Regions from separate parts of the Sus scrofa genome. Here region 1 is linked to region 2. A link is a contact called in public Hi-C data. All regions are on one chromosome and are shown on one strand. Each heading gives the region's core, a stretch centred on a gene start, on an enhancer-like site or on the middle of the called end of the contact. The rest is flanking DNA. Distances are from core to core; before and after follow the strand shown. Region 1 has its middle 19 kb from the start of MAGI1. Region 2 overlaps MAGI1 (membrane-associated guanylate kinase, WW and PDZ domain-containing protein 1).

Region 1 (5,070 bases), core at 240-2,739, 120 kb before region 2:
AGGAGTATGGGATTCTCAGATACATAGAACTATACACAAAATAAAAAATAAAGATTTACTGTATACCAATAATGGAAATTATATTATATTCAATAATGGAAAATAATTTTTCCAATTATATTCAATAATGGAAAATAATTTTTTAAAATATGTATAACTGAATCACTTTGCTGTACACCTGAAATTCATAATATTGTAAATCAACTGTATTTCAATTTTTAAAAAATAGAATCTATTTGTAGGAAAAGGGTTAATGCAAAAAAAAAAAGCTAACAAAAAACAATATTTAAATTCTTATATTCAGGGCCTCAAATTTAAAATTTTTTATTCAACCACTTTTATTTATGTAGACTATTGTTAAAAACATTTTATATAGCTTTCAAATAAAGAAGCATACATAACAACATTTGTTGTAGCTTTGTGTAAAATATCTAAAGGTTACAGCCTAAATGACTCTCTAGAGGAATTGGTTTAAAAAAAATAACAGAATCAAAAAATTGAATAGCTTGGATAGAGCTGTTGAATCATTTTAAAAGAATTTCCTCAAAAATGCATGAAAGGTGTTTGCTACCGTGGCTTCCTTTCACTGATAAAACAAATTTACTCATGCTTGTTTGCAGGTAACAGTGAAACGCAGAATGAAAAATTCCTAGCTATATTGCCATATTTAAGAAGCAGCTTTTCCATTCAAACAAACAAACGAACTGAAACATAATATTGCACATCTACTGTATTTCAAGTGAAATAAAAAATAAAGAAGCAGCTTAAATATTTTCTGATATGGAACAAACTCTGAGATATATTTGTGAGAGAAAAGTAAGATGCTGACAGTATAAAGCACCATTTGTGTAAATTAAAAGGGAGATCTATGTACAGAATATCTTAAATGTACATAAGAAGCCTTTTAAGGAATTAAAATGTTGCCTCTGGAGAGAGGATCAGAGAAGAGTGGGATAGAAGCTCCCTGTTTCCTGTTTACCCTTTCATACTGTTGCCATTTTAAAGAAAACTCACATATTTTTACTTATTCAAAATTTCATTAACATAACAAGATGTTAACTCTTGGCAGATTTCACTTTTTTTAAAAAAATTAAGAAAAAATAGATCCTGTAGCTATTACACCTGCATTCCAATTTCTCCTACACACTGTTATATTATTTGGAGGACAGAAAATTGTTTCTGGATTTCTATCACCCTCACCATTTCAGACGATTTGGCCACTGAATCCAGACATCTCAATCTCAATAATAAACAGAATATATGGACTTACTTCAGGGAAGAGTCCAGAAACTGGGCAGGATTCAGGTGCGATCTGATTCTGAGGTTCACCATGTTTTAGGGGTTTCGCTGCTCTTTCCATTCAGTTCTCCCAACTCTGATCCCCTCTGAATTAGCACTGGCTTCAGACTGGCACGTTCTATTGGTGGCAAAAATCTCCACTGCTGTGCCAGGCTCTGTAACTGCCAACACCACCCCTCGGTCTGGCACGAAGGGAGCAGCTGTCAGGCATTACAAGCACAGCTTCCGAGCTTCACTCCAGAACCAGCCTAGGTCACAGATGCAGCCCTGCGTCCAGGACTGAGGCCAGGTGAACTGAATGGGTTGCACCTGGCTCCCTGAGCGGATCATTTCCCCGTTTCCACGGGGGGGGGGGCGGGGCTCAAATGCAAGATAGGGGTTATTGGGAAGGAGGAACGGGGGAGCTGATATGAAATATCAGGAACTGTCCCCCAGTGGGTGGTCTTCAGGTTTACAAAAAAGGACTTGGCTAAATTTCTCCACTTGAGTTATGCTACCCACTTTTTCTTTCTCACTTTCTTGGCAATCAGTCTACTGGATGGGCAACCACTATCTTAGATAACATCACACGTTTGTTCTTTTCTTCCCTCCCTTTCTTCCTTCCTCCGTCCCTTCCCCTCTCTCTTTCCTTCCTTCTTTCTTTCACTTTTGGCCACCCTGAAGCATATGGAGTCCCTGGGCCAGGGATCAGATTCGGGCCCACAATTGTGATCTACACCATAGCTGCAGCAGGGACTCCAAGGTGGAAAAGGGCCATGGGGACTCTGCTTCTCAGTGGGAGGAGACCTCCAGGGTTGAAGTCAGCTATTATCTATGATTTTGAAACAGAAATTACAGCTGTGAATACTGCCAAGTTTGCTGGCCTTTTCTCAACCCAGAATCTGGCAGAACCAAGGACTCACAAAATGTGAGCCTCTTGTTACCGTGGAGGCTGTCAGCTGGTTGTTAGATTGCTGGAGATGTTAGCCAGCCAGCCAGCCAGTCCATAAATTCAACCTGTGCCCTTTCTGGGGGGCCACACCCAAGATAGGAGCTGAGGATACAGCAGTGAAGGAGACAGGGTACCCAGCGCCCTCTGGAACTTGCTCCAGCAGTAAAGGTGAACAGTAAACATATTTATTAACAGTAACTATGGGAGTTCTGGCTGTAGTGCAGCAGGTTATCTTTGTGGAGGCCCCATTGGATTCCTGGCCCTGGGCAGTCAGTTAAGGATTGGGCATTGCTGCAGCTGTTGGTATAGGTTGCAGCTGTGGCTCGAATTTGATCCCTGACCCAGAAAGTTCTGTATGCTGTTGATGCAGCTATTAAATAAATAAAAATAGACAGTAATTACAAACAGCAGACACCCTGTGTGATTTGCCTCCCTTTCATACCCTCTAGCTTATCAAGGATGCTTTCCCCCTCCTCTGCAAGGCAGATATCTGGATCTTTCATGTCTTAGAACCAGCCCTGTTCCTATGCACCCCTTTGAACACACACTTTGTTGTTGGTGGTGGTTTTTTAAAGTCTGCATCCATAGTATATGTAAGTTCTCAGGCTAGAGGTCGAATCAGAGCTGCAGCTGCCAGCCCACATCACAGCCACAGCAACACCAGATCTGGGCCGTGTTTGTGATCTACACTACAGCTCATGGCAATGCCAGATCCTTAACCAGTGAGCAAGGCCAGGGATTGAACCTGAGTTCTCATGGATGCTAGTTGGGTTCATTACTGCTGAGTCACAGTAGTAACTCCCTGAACACACACATTGGACACAACTGTCACACACTTTGCACACAACTGTTCCCTTTACAGGTAATACCCTCCCTAATACTCCACAGCCTCATTCCCCTTTATGGGGTTAACCTCTCTCTTTGAATTTCAATTTAGACATCTCCTAAGAGGATCCTTCCCTCAGATATGATCAGGTATCTTTATAGGATCTTCCAGCCTGTGTTTTCCTCTTGGCACATTGGCTCTTTGGAATTAGACATCTCAGAGTTCCTGTCATGGCGCAGTGGTTCACGAATCCAACTAGGAACCATGAAGTTGCGGGTTCGATCCCTGGCCTTGCTCAGTGGGTTAAGGATCTGGCGTTGCTGTGAGCTGTGGTGTAGGTTGCAGACTCGGCTTCGATCCTGTGTTGCTGTGGCCCTGGTGTAGGCCGGTGGCTACAGTTCCAATTCGACCCCTAGCCTGGGAACCTCCATATGCCAGAAGTGGCCCTAGAAAGGGCAAAGATAATAATCAAATATCTCTTTGGGAGATATTTGATTATTATCTGTCTTCACAAACAGACTCTCTCTTCCAAGAAGGTAAAAGCAGTGTCCAGGATTGTAACCTTTGTATTTCCATGCCACACAAAGCATTCTCTACCCGAGGGGCTTTGCCCGTGCTGTTCCCTCTGCCTGGAACTCTGTCTCCCAGACAGCTACCTGCTCCACTCTCACTTCCTTCAGGTTTCTGCTCAGATAGGAACTTAGCCAGGAAGACTTCCTGGACCCCTTTATGCAAAATTACAGTCCCAACTCAGGGCATTATTATTCTCTTTTTCTCACCCTGCAAATCATCTATACTATCCAAAGACTATTTTCTTCATTTTTGTAGTGCACCGCTGAAATGTAAGCTCCATAAGAACAGAGCCTTTGTCCATTTACTTGTCTACTTTTTCCCTAGAAGCTCACCTGCCTGATAGGTGTTAGGTGCCCAATATACATATATTTACTTATGGCTATACCTGTGGCACATGGAGGTTCTCAGGCTAGGAGTCAAATCAGAGCTGCAGCTGCAGGCCTACTCCACAGCCATGGCAACTCAGGATCTGAGTAGCATCTGCGACCTACACCCCAGCTCACAGCAACACCGGATCCTTAACCCAGTGAGTGAGGCCAGGGCTCCTCATGTAGACAACATTTGGTCCTTAACCTTCTGAGCCACCATGGGAATGCCCAAGAAATATTCATTGAATGAAGGGCTGAACCAGTACCTAGTGCTTAGCAAACTGTTCTCACATAGCAGGCACTCAGTTAATATGTTTGAGTGAATGAAAGCCTGAATGAGGAGTTCCTGTCGTGGCACAGTGGTTAACGAATCCGACTAGGAACCATGAGGTTGTGGGTTCGGTCCCTGGCCTTGCTCAGTGGGTTAAGGATCCGGCGTTGCCGTGAGCTGTGGTGTAGGTTGCAGACGTGGCTCAGATCCTGCGTTGCTGTGGCTCTGGCGTAGGCCGAGGGCTACAGCTCCGATTTGACCCCTAGCCTGGGAACCTCCATATGCCGCAGGAGCGGCCCAAAGAAACAGCAAAAAGACAAAAGAAAAAAAAAAAGCCTGAATGAAAAAATATAGGTGCTGCTAAAACAAATACAGGACATTTGACCTAGTTGGAGGAGTCATATGAGGTATAGTGTATGAACTGGGGGCTTCAGCCATTTTGATTGTGTTAAGCCAACATAGACAGGCCTCAGGGACACTGGGGGTTCATTTCAGACCACCTCAATAAAGTGAATATTGCAATAAAGCAAGGTGCATGAAACTTTTCTTTTCCCAGTGCATATAAAAGTTATGTTTGCACCATACTGTAGTCTCTCGCTCTTTTTTTTTTTTTTGTCTTTTTGCCATTTCTAGGGTCAGTCCAGTGGCACACAGAGGTTCCCAGATTAGGGGTCTAATCAGAGCTGCCGGCCTACACCGCAGCTCACAACAACACCGGATCCTCAACCCGCCGACCAAGGCCAGGGATTGAACCTGCAACCTCATGGTTCCTAGTTGGGTTCGCTAACCACTGAGCCATGAC
Region 2 (5,494 bases), core at 727-3,226:
TCTGGTGAGGACACCTGAAAAGAAGTGACATTTGCCTTCTTTGCATATCTTTTTTTTTCTGTGCGTCCTTCTGCTCTTGTCATCTTCTTAGGTGGGTTATTGGGTAGTTAAGGAGACTGTGGTTGAGTCAAGTCAGTCCTTTTGCTTTGGGACGTAAAATTCAGCTGCCTGGTTCATGGATAGTGTATGGGCAGCAGCATCTTCATGCCTCGTAGTTTGTTTCTTAAATGATGGCTAAGAGAGTTAATGATGCTAAAATCAAAACAGAGTTTAAATTGTGAAAGCAATTTCAAGCAGTTTAAATTTTATGTCATTTCAGTAGTTGCCTACTTCCTAGGCCTCTATGGCTTTTGAAATCCGTGAGTTGAAGATAAATGTCTTCGCTTGTGACATAATGATTTGTTTCACAAATTTTTTGAATCAGCCAAGCCTGTTTGAGTTGTGTCCTTATAAAAGAAAGACTTCCAAAATTCAAACAGGGGTTTTGGTTTTTTTTTTTTTTGAGTCAGCCCTTACTGAACTTTCCAAGAATTTCCAGGCCCTTGGGTTTAACACAAACTGTAGTTTAATGAGCTCGCCAGGTACTTTCAATCCCATTTCAAGGTTTACCATAGCTCTACTTGAGCAGTTTGGACATTATTATAGTAAAAGGGCAAATGTAGTGGGCATTTTATTCAGGCTGTTGCAGTAGAGAAAACTTTCATTAATGAGCAAAGTCACAAGGTAGAGAGAGAAACTCTGATAAAACAGGAGAATCATTTGAGAAGGTCCAGTTGGGTCTTAGCTCAGAATATTCCAAGGCTGAGTGGCCCTTTGCTGTTAGCCCTTTCTTGGAATACAAAAGGGTCACCAAAAAGAGGAGGCATGTCTTGAACTGGACTCCTTGCCTTGGCCTTGAAGTTCAACACTGTCAGAGTATACAGGACAAAAAGGTACTGCTGATTCCAGCTTTCACTTAAAAGCTTCAGTAGGTAATCAGAGAAGTGTCACTTATAATTAGTGACATTTGATCATAACAGTTTCGTGGTAGCTTGCCTCATTGTGCTCATTTGATGGTTTTAAGATAAAAGTACAGGATTTTTTAATCCTTACCATTTTTCTGAAGCTGAAATCTAGAGCAATGCTGTTGTTTATTCTTTCCTCTTCTTAGGTTAATCATATGATTTTTCTAGGAGTGGAGACTAGTTATACCTTGCAGGTCTGTTTGGGGTTTTACAAATTTGAATCCCAGCCTCCGTATGGATACAACCATAAATATAAAGGGACAGAGGCCTACTCTCTTAGCATTTTGTTGGTCTGCTTTCAGGAACTGTTTGCTATGGTTTATAGATCTTATTCTCTTGTAACATTGGGATTCTGTTTCCTTTAGGGACTGCAGGAAGCACAAGCTGGGGAATGATTTTACATAACAATCAGGAGAAAATGTTACTTATTTATAAGTTACTCAGGGCCTGAAGGCCTTAGGGTACAACACATAATGCAATATAGAAAACAAACCAATTTTCCTTGACATTTAGCTGTAAATTGAAATTAATTCAAATAAAATACCTGCGATGAAACACTTCAGCAGTGGAATTGTGCGAACTCCTCGGCTTTCTGGTTTTGTCATTTTAGATTTAACTTCCAAAGTGTGTCCTATCAACTTATTAGCTGGATCAAATCCCCCAGCCAGCCACATTTCCCTGTACTTTCTTTGTAGGTGAAAAACTACTGGAGTATTTAAAATTTTATGTGTTTGGTTCAGTGTGGATTGTATCTTTCCTGCTTGTCATTCCCTTGTGTCCAGCCCTGCTTCTGGAGTCTGTGCCGGTTGGGGAGATGAGGGGGGGTGAGGGGACCGGAGAAGCAGTGTACTGCTGGGTGTGTGTGTGTGTGTGTGTGTTCATGATACCATTTTTGGGTAATGGATGACTGCAAAACATCGAGGTCTGCCTACTTGTGGGCAAATGACATAACCAACAGCTTACTGAACGCCTTGCCAAGACAAATAGGATTGAGCTGTTCCCACTCCTGGCTGTACCCGCCTAAGCTGAATTTCATTCTGTCCTTGGCTCTGGCTTTCTCTAACCTGGAGAAACGTGCTGACATTTGGGCCCAAAGGGGAGGGAGGAGAGGACCAAAAAATAGAGTGTGGTAAATTTTTTTTTTTTTTTTTTTTGTCTTTTGTCTTTTTAGGGCTGTACCTGCAGCGTATGGAGGTTCCCAGGCTATGGGTTGAATTGGAGCTACAGCTGCCAGCCTATACAACAGCCACAGCAACTCTAGATCTGAGCCACATCTGTGACCTACACCACAGATCATGGCAACCCTGGATCCTTAACCCACTGAGTGAGGCCAAGGATTGAACCTCCGTCCTCATGGATACTGGTCAGGTTCGTTAACCATGGAGCCACCACCCATTTTTTTTTTTTTTTTAAATTAGGGTACAATTGATTTACAATGTTGTGTCAATTTCTGCTGTATAGCAAAGTGACCCAGTCATACATATATATACATTCTTTCTGGATGTAGTAAAGTTTTAATATTCCAAATCAGGAAATAAATGTTAAAGCACAGAAAAGGCAGAGAGCAAATTCTACCTGCATGAAGTTCAGAGGCCAGCCTCAGCAATCAGGAAGAGACGGAGGAGGACTTACAGTTTCTGCCAGTTGGACTGGTGCTTCGTGGGAAGTGAGCTAACACATTTTTTTTTTTTTTGCTCCCTCTCATCACCACCCTTTCTGACCTCTGGTGATCATCCTGAAGTCCCTGGGAGGGCACACAGGCCTGGCAGGAAATGCTGGAGCCTCCGTTGAAGAGCCCTCCCCAGGTGGCTGCCAACTCCATCCACACCCTTCCAGTGTCCCCGCCAGAGGCTGACCTTAGGGTCAGCCCCAAAGAGCCACCTAATGTGTTTTTCCTTTATGTAAAAAATAAATTGCAGCAGGGAAAATCTGACTCTTGAATTATGAGAAATACTGTTTTACTTTTAAAGAATTAAAAAAAATATATTATTACCACCCTCATGCTTGTTTCTCCAGCATGCCTTACTCACTGCTCCATTTAAGCACCCAGAGCAGGAATTGGCACATACCAAGTACCTGGTAAATTTTCATTGAAAGAATCTATGATCCGTAGACCACTGGCTTCAGAAGTTCCTGGGTGGTCGTTAGAAATGCAGATTATTGGGCACACTCTTGGCTTTGAGAATCAGAACACCTGGGAGAGAGGCCAGACAACCTGCATTTTAAGATAGGCTTCTCCAGCAGGTTCATGTCTGACCTCACATTTGAGCACTGCTGCTCTAACACAGCAACTATTTTCAGTTTTTCTATTGTAACCTGACAATTTTAGTTCCCATTTTCCAATCCACACTTCCCACCTCAGTGCAGCAATATCATATAATAAATATCCCCAGTATAACAAGTGAGTGCCAACAGTATATAATTCATACTTACCCATTATACATTTTGATGTTACCCAGCAGAACTGGCCGTCTCTGTATTACCTAACCAATTCCCTATTTTTGGATAATTCCCCCAATTTTCCATTAATCTCTGATGCTACAAAGAGTAAGTAATTTAGACACATAGCTTTGCATTTTGTGAACTGGTGGTTCTTTCTAGAAGTATTTTGCAGAGAAGAGATGGACTATCCCAACAGCTCCCTTCGTGGTCTTAAAATTTTTGTTTATTTAAAAGACTTTATTAAAATAATTTCAAACCCGAAGATGTGATTGATAATAGCAGAATTTATTGTGGTAATCACTCATAATATATACATATATCACATTATTATTACTGTATACCTTAAACTAATACATTTTTTCTCAATGATAATCTCAGTTAAACTGGGGGTGGGGGGAAGAAAACGCCAACCACTGCCACTCAAATATATGTATTTGGTACCTAGTTCAGTGCCTAGCACATAAATATATAAATATTTGTTGAATAGATTTCTGTATAAATGGATGAATGAACCAAAAAAAAATTTTTGAAAGCTAATAGCATTTATATAACACTTTCAGTCTCAGCTATCTTACTTATTCAACTAGTACATTCCTTTTATGGGAGAAAATTTGGGATCACTTTTCATTAAATGATATTAAGAAACTAGAAGTGCTTCATGGAGTTGAGCAAGAATTCCTAAGCACTTCCATTGAGTTAAGCACAGGTTTACTTGTAGGCTGAGTCATGAAGAATGTTTCTCTCTGAGACTTACTTTTTTCCATTTCAGAAAAAAAAAATTAGCTAAGATTCTTTAAGCTTTGTGATGCTAATCTGTTATTATGGGAAAAAAATAGGAGTTCCCACTGTGGTACTGTGGGTTTGGGATCTGGCATTGCTGCAGCTGTGGTGTAGGTCACAGTTACTGCTCGGGTTTGATCCCTGCCCTGGGAACTGCGGGTGCAGTTCTCCTTCTCCTTCCTTCTTCCTTCCTAGGGCTGTTCTTGCACCATCTGGAACTTCCCAGGCTAGGGGTGGAATCAGAGCCACAGCGGCTGACCTATACCACAACCACAGCAACAGCAACATCAGATTTGTGCCATGTGTGTGACCTACACCACAGCTCATAGCAACGCTGGATCCTTAACCCACTGAGCGAGGCCAGAGATCTAAGCTGCATCCTCATGTATTGGGTTTGTTACCGCTGAACCACAATGGGAACTCCCATTGATTTCTTAATTGCAGAATTTCTTGACTTGCATTGTTGTTGGGATATACAAAATAAACTTTTCTCAAATGTAATTGACCACAGAACCTTTTCTTTAGTACCTGCTGATCTTATTGCTGTCCTGCAAAACATCTGGGAATACTTTTCCTAAATGATGTTTTTCAAATTGTTTGGATAAGATTCATGAGTGATGGTAAGGAACTCATGATAGTAGGTTGCAACCAGAATTGAAGTGTACATACATGTATGATCACACATAGACACATACACACACACACACACAATTAGTGCATCACGTATGTATTGTGGAGTACTGTTTCCTGGAATTTTTTTTTTTTTTCCCCTCCCCAATGTGTGAGTATATCCTGAAAATTCAGAGACGGAAAGGGACATTTCAAAGCGTGTTTCTGCATCGCCTCCCAGCAAAAGAAAAACAAAACAGCACAAAAATACAACCAATTTGACATGAGAATGCAAGCAAAAACTTTAAAATTTCATCTTCGAATAACAGGGCATATTAACTTTATTTAACAAGCCCTTAAGTAGTATTCACTGTGGGCCAACACTATCATGAACATTTTACAAATGTTAATTAATTTGATTCTCATAATAACCCTATGTTGTTATTAGCCCCATTTTATGGATGAGAAAAGTAAGGTATTTGCTAGCATTCTACCTGATACAATTAACTGTAAATTTAGAAAGTGGCAATACTACTTTTATTCTATTGTCTATAAATTTGACCTCGTATTTAGTAATAGTAATTAACAACCCAAAGGAGAAGCCAACCATAATATATTAGAGTTGGAATCATGCCAATGTTCTTTATGGCCCCAAAGGA

What was found. A called contact is a pair of places that touch in the nucleus more often than the background predicts.
Region 1: a contact with region 2 is called in a Hi-C map of liver, with 2.6 times the contacts expected there. The contact joins two enhancer-like sites. A contact is called at or near these places in 4 of 47 Hi-C or Micro-C datasets (fibroblasts, liver and mesenchymal stem cells).

Annotation. Positions count from the first base shown.
Region 1 is chr13:47,584,515-47,589,584 of Sscrofa11.1, reverse strand. No RefSeq gene overlaps it. Among named protein-coding and RNA genes, the nearest start is that of MAGI1, 19 kb to the right of the region's middle. Within about 2 kb of position 1,489, at least 1 of the 83 cell types and tissues checked has an H3K27ac peak or open chromatin away from gene starts, as enhancers often do. A contact at or near this core is called in liver, where this site is marked.
Region 2 is chr13:47,467,608-47,473,101 of Sscrofa11.1, reverse strand. All of the region lies in intron 1 of MAGI1 (membrane-associated guanylate kinase, WW and PDZ domain-containing protein 1), which reads left to right. Among named protein-coding and RNA genes, the nearest start is that of MAGI1, 98 kb to the left of the region's middle. Within about 2 kb of position 1,976, at least 8 of the 83 cell types and tissues checked have an H3K27ac peak or open chromatin away from gene starts, as enhancers often do. A contact at or near this core is called in liver, where this site is marked.